Linked DNA regions of Gossypium hirsutum: region 2 is linked to region 1. Evidence: chromatin contacts called from public Hi-C data. All regions are on one chromosome and are shown on one strand. The core of a region is the stretch at or near the end of the contact, and the rest is flanking DNA. Distances in the headings are between cores, read along the strand shown. Region 1 holds the start of LOC107942705 (glutaredoxin-C1). Region 2 holds the start of LOC107957026 (ACT domain-containing protein ACR6).

Evidence for each region. A called contact is a pair of places that touch in the nucleus more often than the background predicts.
Region 2: a Hi-C map of leaf shows a contact between it and region 1, with 2.0 times the contacts expected there. The contact joins the promoter of LOC107957026 here to the promoter of LOC107942705 in region 1. A contact is called at or near these places in 6 of 34 Hi-C or Micro-C datasets (hypocotyl and leaf).

The regions. Positions count from the first base shown.
Region 1 is chrA05:82,946,725-82,951,649 of Gossypium_hirsutum_v2.1, forward strand. It overlaps LOC107942705 (glutaredoxin-C1), which reads left to right and starts at 2,542. Exons shown (of 1, transcript XM_016876426.2): 1 at 2,542-3,449. The coding sequence starts at 2,772. The coding sequence ends at 3,149.
Region 2 is chrA05:83,155,920-83,160,526 of Gossypium_hirsutum_v2.1, forward strand. LOC107957026 (ACT domain-containing protein ACR6) reads right to left here and starts at 1,346. Exons shown (of 7, transcript XM_016892450.2): 1 at 907-1,346; 2 at 456-501; 3 at 223-337; 4 at 80-147; 5 at 1-7. The coding sequence starts at 953.

The sequences.
Region 1 (4,925 bases), core at 1,292-3,791:
CTCTATCATTTGAAATTGCTAGATTAGTCCTCACTTTCTTACATATTGAAATTGCTAGATTAGTCCTCACTTTCTTACATACTTTAATTTATTAAAAAGCTCAACTTTTAATTTACTATTTTAATCCTCATGACTTTTCATTTTAAAAAAATTCTTTTTTATTTTTATTGACATATTGTAAAAGAATATTAATTTTAAAAATAATAATGCAATTACTTTTTAATTACTTTATCTAAATAATAATATACATTATAAAACAACAAATATGGAACTAGTATATATATTATATACGAGTATGAGATGAAGCTTAGGGAATTATTGTCCTAAATACTGTTTATTTCAATGGACAGTTGAAATGTGTACTTGGCCATTGTTTCACTATAAAAGGGTAAAAGAAAAAAAAAAAAGGAAAAGCAAAGGGATAAAACGTAGAATTGGACACAAAATTAGAAAAAGCTGACAAAACGATCACGCCCCATTTCTATTTTCATTCTAAAGCTGTAGGTTCTGCTATATATATAATACTGTCAGCAGCTAGGCTAAACCCAAGTGTAATATATATATTGTTGAAATATAATATATATGTGTATGAAAACTCCAACCGTTTGATCAACTTTTGTTCAGCTATCAAACGGCTACGATTCAACATCAATCCTGACCAAGCTGGTGTGCTTACTTTGACCATTAAGAAATGTTGATCAGAAAATAGGGTTTAGGGTTGAAGAAAGAAAGCAAAAGCATAACTTCTTTTTTAGTGGCATAGGCATAGGGAGAGCAGAGAGCGACAGCTACATGAATGTTATGGCATTTCAATCTTTCAATCTTTTTTAAGACTTTAGACTATATCTACATATTCACTCGAGGTACATCCATCCACATACTTCAAAAATCTAAAGCATGCATGCCTTTTTTTTCATTTCCAAAAGCTTCAAAGTTGACTCATCAAATCATCTCTATCAGATCATAGCAGTACATATTAGTTTTTGATTCACCACCATGCATCCCCCTCTTTTTTGAAAATAAAAAAGAAAGATACAAATTAACATAACACAATAATCTCTATAGCTTTCTTTGGGGTTTATAAATAAAGATATATCAATATTGTTTATGAGTAGGAATAATATTGGTTAATACGATTTAAATAATTTATTCATTGGCAAAATCCACAAAAAGAAAGGTGTAGGAGGTTGAAAAAGAAGTCGACAAGCACAATCCAAGAATACCGTTTTCTTTTAATTTATTATTCTCACCAACAACATTAACACACTCCTTAGCTTGCAAATACCAAAACCCATGCCATGCCCCATTGGCTTCCCACCCAAACCTTTTTTAAACCCTCAGCATCTCATTGTGCTTCCTTTTGTTTTCACCACTTTAATTTTAGTTAACTTCATAATCATGAAAAATAAAATAAATAAATAAAAATGCAGGTATTGTTGCATAAATGTTAGACAAGGCTGCATGTATAGTCCAAGGCATGCGTGCGTGCTGCATGTGAGCCATGGAAGCAACATTGCATGTGCTTCCGTACTTGTGGAGAAAAGATATTAAATTTATCAAATAATTTAGGAGGGATAAAATCTAGACAAACCCAATCGTGGTTGACAAAGAGTGATTGGTAAGTTATTTATGACTATCATGTTTCACTCTTTTTATATTTACCTTTTCAAATAAGTTTTTATAATTCCAGTCTACCCTATTAAATAAATAAAATTATTATTTGATAGAAATAATTATTCATGATATTAATTTTATTGAAAAGCCTAGAAAGTCAAGTCTAAAAGGAATAAAGATCAAATTCTTCCTTATTGGAAGCTAAATATATAATCTAAGATGCTAAACAGATAATATAAATTATGTGTCCCATATGTAACAAATATTTGCAATATTCTAATTCTCTTCTGTTTATTTTTTTCCCTCTAGAAAGGAAGAAACCGCCCCACACCAGTTATAGAATCAGAGCGCTTGAGAATGTTCATATTCGACCTCACCACTAGATCATCATATTAATTAATAAAAAAAATAAACTAACGTAATATATAATTAAAGGATAAGTAGGTACATATACAAAAAAAAAAGATTGAAAGAGAATAAAATTCATTAAAAAAAACATTAACATATTAACAAAGAATAATTTTTTGATGAAAAGATTACCTCATGATTATATATATAAAAGTTGGAAACTAAAATATCCATCGCAATCATCAGTGATCAACTAAGAATATGAGTTGACATATATCATGTAGTCAATTAGATGAAAATTAATGATAACTTTTTTTAGTCTCACACCCTCGTAATTATTTAGTTGAATTTCTAAATGAAAGCAAAACTTCTCAATTAGTTCACACAACTCAGATGATATATATAACTCGTTATTATTGCTTAAACCCATGAAAAGACCTTTCTTTTTTTTTAAGGAAAAGGACAACATAAATAGCTCTTTTTACTGCCATCTCTCTCTCCAAATATTGAACTGGACTGGAGTGAGGACTGCAAAAGACTCAAGAGACCAACTTTGTTTACTTTCCTTTATATTCACATTAAAATAACAATAAAACATTGATGATTCCCCAAAAAAACTTGCCCATATTTTGCATTCCCTTCTCTATAAATACCAACTAAAACCTTCCTCGTTTCTCACCAGCGGCAAGCTTCACCATTTGATCTCACTCACTGACCTCAGCCAAAATCCCAAATCTTCTTTCTTTTTTCCCCCCTCTATTAATTTCTTGCAGCAGAAGCAGTCACCTTATTAGCATTTACTAAAAAAAATGCATTGCCAGACAGGTTCATGGGGTTCTTACGTGCCGACCACCAGGACTACAGTTGGGGATCCATTGGAGAGGATAGAGAGGTTGGCTTCGGAGAATGCGGTGGTTGTATTTAGTATTAGCAGTTGTTGCATGTGCCATGCCATTAAGAGGCTGTTTTGTGGGATGGGAGTAAACCCAACTGTGTATGAGCTGGATCAAGACCCTCGAGGGAAAGACATGGAGAAAGCTTTGATGAGGTTGCTTGGAAGCTCTCCTGCTGTTCCTGTTGTGTTCATTGGTGGGAAACTTGTGGGTACAATGGATAGAGTCATGGCTTCTCATATCAACGGCACTCTTGTTCCTCTTCTCAAACAAGCTGGTGCTCTCTGGCTTTGATCATCTTTGGCATTCCTCATTAAAAAAAAAAACTGATAGAGAAAAGCATGGCAGAGGAAGAGGAGTGATAGTTTTGGAGTCTACTCCATTTTGGAATACAGCAGTAGCTGATATGTCTTTAGTCTCTCAAGCTTTTCCTTCTTTTTTTTTCCTTCTTATTGGTGTTTTACTCACAAGTGGGTCTTTTTGGTGTGCCCTTTGTTTCAAGTTTTAACTAGTCTTTGATCTCAAGTGTGAAATGTAATGGCTGATGGTTCCCTCCTCTGTACAAAGGAAACAAATTAAAATAGTTATTTTCAATGAGTTCCCACTTCATTTTTTATTTTGTTTGTTTCTTTAGTTTGCTTTTTTTTTTTCACCAAACAATGAAATTGGAGGGGCTTAGACAAGAACTCAGTTCCTGAACAGCCATAAAAACAGTAAAACTAAAGGATTTGACGATTAGTGACTAGCTAGGAAGGAAGAGGGGTCAATGTCCGTACAACCATTGATTTCTTATTGGGATTAACACGTGTGGTGAGAGTGGATTATGATGACGTGTATGATTTTGTGGGGTTGGAAAGATTAATATGTATTCGAGAGAGAGAGGCCGGTGAGTTGCTAGAGATGGAATCTTATGAATATGGTGCTGGGGAAATGGATAGGAACGAGGAGCTATTGGAAGTTTTGACTTTTGGGAGGTGGGTGGGCGTTGGGAGTGGCCGAGGAACCTTTCCATCGCCATGGCCATGGGCATTGGGCTCTCTTAGCATAAATATAAAGGCATATAATTATTCTTCTTGTTATGGGTGTGAGATTCATGATTTGATTCTTTTTCCCATAAATATTTACTTATTCAGTCTAATCTACTTGGAATTTCCAAGACTAACTTGCAGTTCCAGTGAGCTTCTGGATAGTGCAAAAGTTATGGTATTTTGGACCCAAGTGGTTGAATGTTTCTCATATATATAGGACATAGGATGATAAGGTAGAAAGGGACAGTCATACATTGATGATGATTCACGAAACTTTAGATCATGTTGACCTCCATTCCATATATTACATATATGTAGCAGTAGTCCAGGTCTAAATAAATCACCCCAAACATTTCTGCCTTCAAAATTTACACACAACACAACAATCCAATAATTTGTTAAGGCCTGCATGCAAATGCAAAACCACCCACCAAACAGCCCAACGCTTGGAAACCCATTCTGTTCTGCCCCAACTCAACCAAATCGTCTTTAAACCCATTTTAACCTGCTAAGATTAAACTTTCCAAAACAATGCTTAACCTGTAAATTGGTATCAATCTTGATACTTAGGGTCTGTTTGATTGGCTGTAAAATGTTTTCCGTAAAATGAATTCTGGAAAATATTTTACTTTTCTGTAAAATGACTTACTGGAAAATATTTTCTGGTGTTTGATTGAATCTTTGTAAAATATTTTCTGCTGTTTGACAGATTTCCTGAAAATATTTTCCGGAAAAGTTGTTTTTTACATATATTAATATATATTAATAAATTTTTATATTTTAAATTGTTTTTACATATATTGCAATGATTTATTTATAATAATACTCAATAATAAGCTACAATATTGATCGTTATAAATTGAAAAAATATTATCCATAATGAGTACTAGTAAGAATATTGAATAATTATAAATTGCTTCGAAACCATAATGAGTACTAGAAATAATATTATCCAAATACATAATTAGTAGTACACCACATAGTAACAACATTGTCGAAGTGCATAATATTACACCACATAAAAGTATCAATATCTTCAACG
Region 2 (4,607 bases), core at 96-2,595, 210 kb after region 1:
CAATTCTCTGCAAAACAGACTATATAAGATAAGCCAGTAGTTAAATTCATTGAACAATAAGGATGAGGTAAGTTCTTACACTCTGAATATAGTCCATAACTTCCTTATCTCTGATTTTGTTGCCATCATTGTCAACAACATTAAAGACTGAAACATACAAGTAACTGGTTAACCCGGGATTTAACATACAATTCAAGCAGGGTTTAAGAAAAAAAACCTTACCATCCATAAACCATCCTCCATCAGATGATATGTATGCCTTTGTTATTGTAAGATTCATATCTGTAAGCACTTGGACAACTTCCAGGAGAATCCCATGTTTGTTGACACTGTCAACCTAACCAGCAAAATTCATATTTAAACCATTATAGATAGGTTGATAAACAGAGATCTAAGGAACTAATTAGCCACGTAAGATAACCTAATTACAGCAAAGGCAGAGGGAAGAAGCTTACATGGATAACAGTGGCATCCTCACAAGCATTGTTGTCAATCACAACTCTGCAACAAAAATAAGCATACATCTCATATTAACCCTACTTTTTTTTTTCAACTAATCAAATAAAAGAGCCTTCAAGGAAACATATCATTTTGGCATAGAAAGTCCAATTGCCGCTCTTGATTTTGGAACAGTAATTGGCTACCATGAAAATAACACTAAGAAAAAAAAGAGAGAAGAAAAACAGCTTTGATCAACACAAAGCAGAAAGAAAAAAAAAAGAAGAGAAAAATAAATAAAAATATTGAAACAATAACGATAAGAAAGAGGATAACTTGTAAAAACTGAAAATTTTATTTTCTAAAAACTTAGAGGAAAAAAGAAGAGAAAAATTTGACAGACCCTTGAACAAATTCAAATAAAAATTGATACTGTCCCATCAAAAATCCAAAAATGAAAAGCAATACCTGGGTTGGTTCACCCTCCGGACAAGCTTAGCAAATTCATCATCCATCTCTCAAAAAAGAATCCAACTTTCTACAAACTAAAAACCACCCAACTTTCCCCAGAAATAATTTATTAGACCACAAATACCAAAGCCCAGAATTCCAAAAGCACCTTTTATACCTTCTATTTTGATACTAATCAAAATTGAAAAAGGAAAAAAAATTGGCTTTTTCCAATATTCAAGGAAAACACAACACAAGAGCGAGAGAACGAAAAGTAGTACTATAAAAAGTAAAGTAAAACCTTAGCCATTTAAGATTTTAAAGATTTTAACGGACAGACATAATTAATCAATCCCAAGTTGAAAAATATATATGAAAAAGACCTCCTTTCTTTCTTTCTTTCTTTTTTTTTTTTAATTCATCCCCCCCTAATGTCTTCTTTTTTTACAGAATCTCTCCCTAATTTCAAATTACAACCATCTTGGTTAAATTTGAAGTTGAATTAGATTAGGTTTTATTAATTAAATATTTTTATTTAGTGGATGTCGGGAGTTAATTCCATATTAATTTATTAAAAGATTATTATATATTTTATATATTTTAAATAAATTATATTATTATAATGATTTTTTTTATTTTAGAAAAAAACAATACAAAAATTATAAAAAAAAGTTATGAATGTGGAGATTTAAACTCATGTTATATTTATTTATAAAATCCTTTTTTAACCACTTCAATTATAGTTTTATTCTAGCATTTATACATTTTAATTTTATTATTCATATTATTTGTATATATTAATAATGTCATTAATTGAGAATATCAACTTATCTAAAATGATAATATTATGATAAATAATTTTGAATTTAATATTTTTATTTTGATGTATTTATTTAAATTTATTTTATTTTATTTTAATGCATGGTATATATTATTATTAATTCTAAAAATTAGATTTTATTATGATTTTAGGCTATTTTAAAAACTATATGTAATAATAATATGTGGTAAAATTTCTAATTTTAATTAAAAATATCGAATCTATAATATTGTTAACGTGGAAGTAAGAGATTGGTTGGAAGTAGAGGTGTTCATGGGCCGGGCCAAGTTTGGGTAGGGCTCAACTAAAAATCATGCCCATTTATTGGGCTCGGGCCGGGTCGGCCCAAAAAAGGGCTTAAAATTTTGCCCAAACTCGACCCGGATAAAAATACTAAAACCCGAGCCAGGCCCGGCCCGTCGGTATTAATTTTTTATATTATTTTATATTATTTTTAAACATATATAATACATCAAAAATACTAAAAATATCAAAATAAATATTTCTCAACAAATTGAAAATAAATTTTAAAAAATATGTAGACTTAAATAACACTAAGATAAATGCAACTTAACAAGCAAATGCTTCTAAAATAATAAAAAAATTAACAAATGCCTTTAAAATAACAAGAAAATTAACAATAAAATAAATTTTATACAATATCCACACAATAATAACAAAATAATAGCAACATAATAGTAAAATGGTAGTAAAATATGGAGAAAACAACAAGAAAATAACAATCAAAAATAAAAAAAATATATATGCAAATTTTTTTTGTCATTTAGTGAATTCGGGCAAGGCCGGGCCGAGCCCGAGCTAAAAATACCTTACCCAAGGCCCTGTCCATTTTTAAAACATGCCTCATTTTTTTGTCCAAGCCTATTTTTCGGGCCTATATTTTTTCCCAAACCCTCCCAAATTTTGGGCGGGCCTTCGGGCGGGACCAGATAACCCGGCCATGCACATCTCTAATTGGAAGGGCGGTTATGCCTGCTAAAAAGCGCTGTTGTGCTTTTAAATCAATTTCATAATTTAACTGAAGTGATAAATTAATTACGGCACACGGAGATTTTGGCAGCACGTGAGGCAGAAAATAAGGGAGGATGACGTGTTAAATGTGCACGTGGTGAAAACAGTTTGGTCGGATATTTTTATTTTTGCCCCTGTTTTTGGCGGCAATCCTAGCCCACGTTATTTCAATGCCTAACCGCCTTCGCTTCTTCCTTCTTCACATTACCCATATTCTTAGGTTCAATTTTATTTGGTTGGATAAATTTTAAAATTTTTGAATCTGTGATTATTATTTTTTATTTTATTTTAAATTTAAATTAACACAATAAATTTTTTAATATTATTTAATAAAGTCTCAATTTTATTTTCATATTTTTTAAATGCATAAAAATAATTAATAACTTTTATATATCAATTCTGAAAATTACTTTTTATATTGTAATTTTCAAATATTTCACTATTTTAATTAAAAAATACTTATTTTACATCAATAAAAAATAATTATAAATAAAATAAAATAGATATTCGATTTAATTTGGATATTTTCCATTTTCTAACTCATGAACTAAAATTATCCAAACACCTCTGACTTGAATTGATTTTCAATTTCTCAATTTTTCTCAATCCTATAAAAAAAAAACACATGGAATGAAAGACTACATGAATAGAGTTTAAGCCCCAACACTCAAGACTTCAAAATCTGTTCAGTTTGACAAGTTTTCTAATTATGTTATATTATATTATGGTAGGTGAAATTTTATTTAATAAATTTATAAAAAAATTAAAAATCAATATAATTTTAGTTAAAATAATAATAATAATAATAATAATATAGACCACGATATCATAAGTTTTAATCTTTATAAAAAATTAATAAATATAATAAAATTTAAAACTTATATTGCATAAAATATTTAATACTAAGCATAAAGTCAAGCCAAACTATGATTATCTTTGCATTAAAGTATATATAAAAATTTAATCCGAAAAGTAGTAGAAAAACATACAGTAATCTTATCCAATATTAAAATTGAAAGAGTAGTGAATAACAAGTAGTAAACGTGGAGTATTTTGGATAACCATGAAACTTGATCTCATTTTCATTTATATTGTCTTTTATATATTTACTAGAATAGGAAAACCTCAAACATCAATTGACACTAGTGGCCAAAAGAGGAAAACTTCATTTCACGTTCTGATCAAACTACCCCCTGTTATGCCACTTTCCAAAAAAAAAATGGTTTCCTTCACAATTTGATTTCGCAAGTAAAAAAAAAAAAACTATTCTTCTTTAATCAATTTCCTTGAGCTTTATATATATATATATATATATATACAAATTAATAAAACTGAATCGATGGAAAATGAAAAAGAAGAACGAGAAAATAAGGCAACATTTCTTCCTCTATTATGAATATTAATAAAAATAAAATGAAAGAAAATGAAAGATTATAAGCACTTTTCTTTTCTTAGAAGTTTTTAATGCTATGTGCGATTGGAGTATTATTTTTCATATATTTTAGTAATTGATTAATTATAAATAAATTTGATTATGGGTCAAGTCACCTGTTTAGACTCGAAGAATTACCAAGAAAGTGGGAGGATTTAAGAAAAAATATAGACCTAAGAAATGGGCTTGGACAAAAACCCGTCGAGCCTCGAGTAAGATTTCTTGGCCTGCCTTGAATTTGCCTAATTTTTTTCTACTACTGTTTGCAACTATTTTGTTGTTGTTTTGATGTCATTTTACTATTTTATTACTACTATTTTGTTGTTATTATTTACATATTGTATAACTATTGTTTTCTTGTTAATTTACAACTATTTTAAAGGTATTTTCTTGTTAAGTTACAAATATTTTAGTATTATTTAAATATAAAGATTT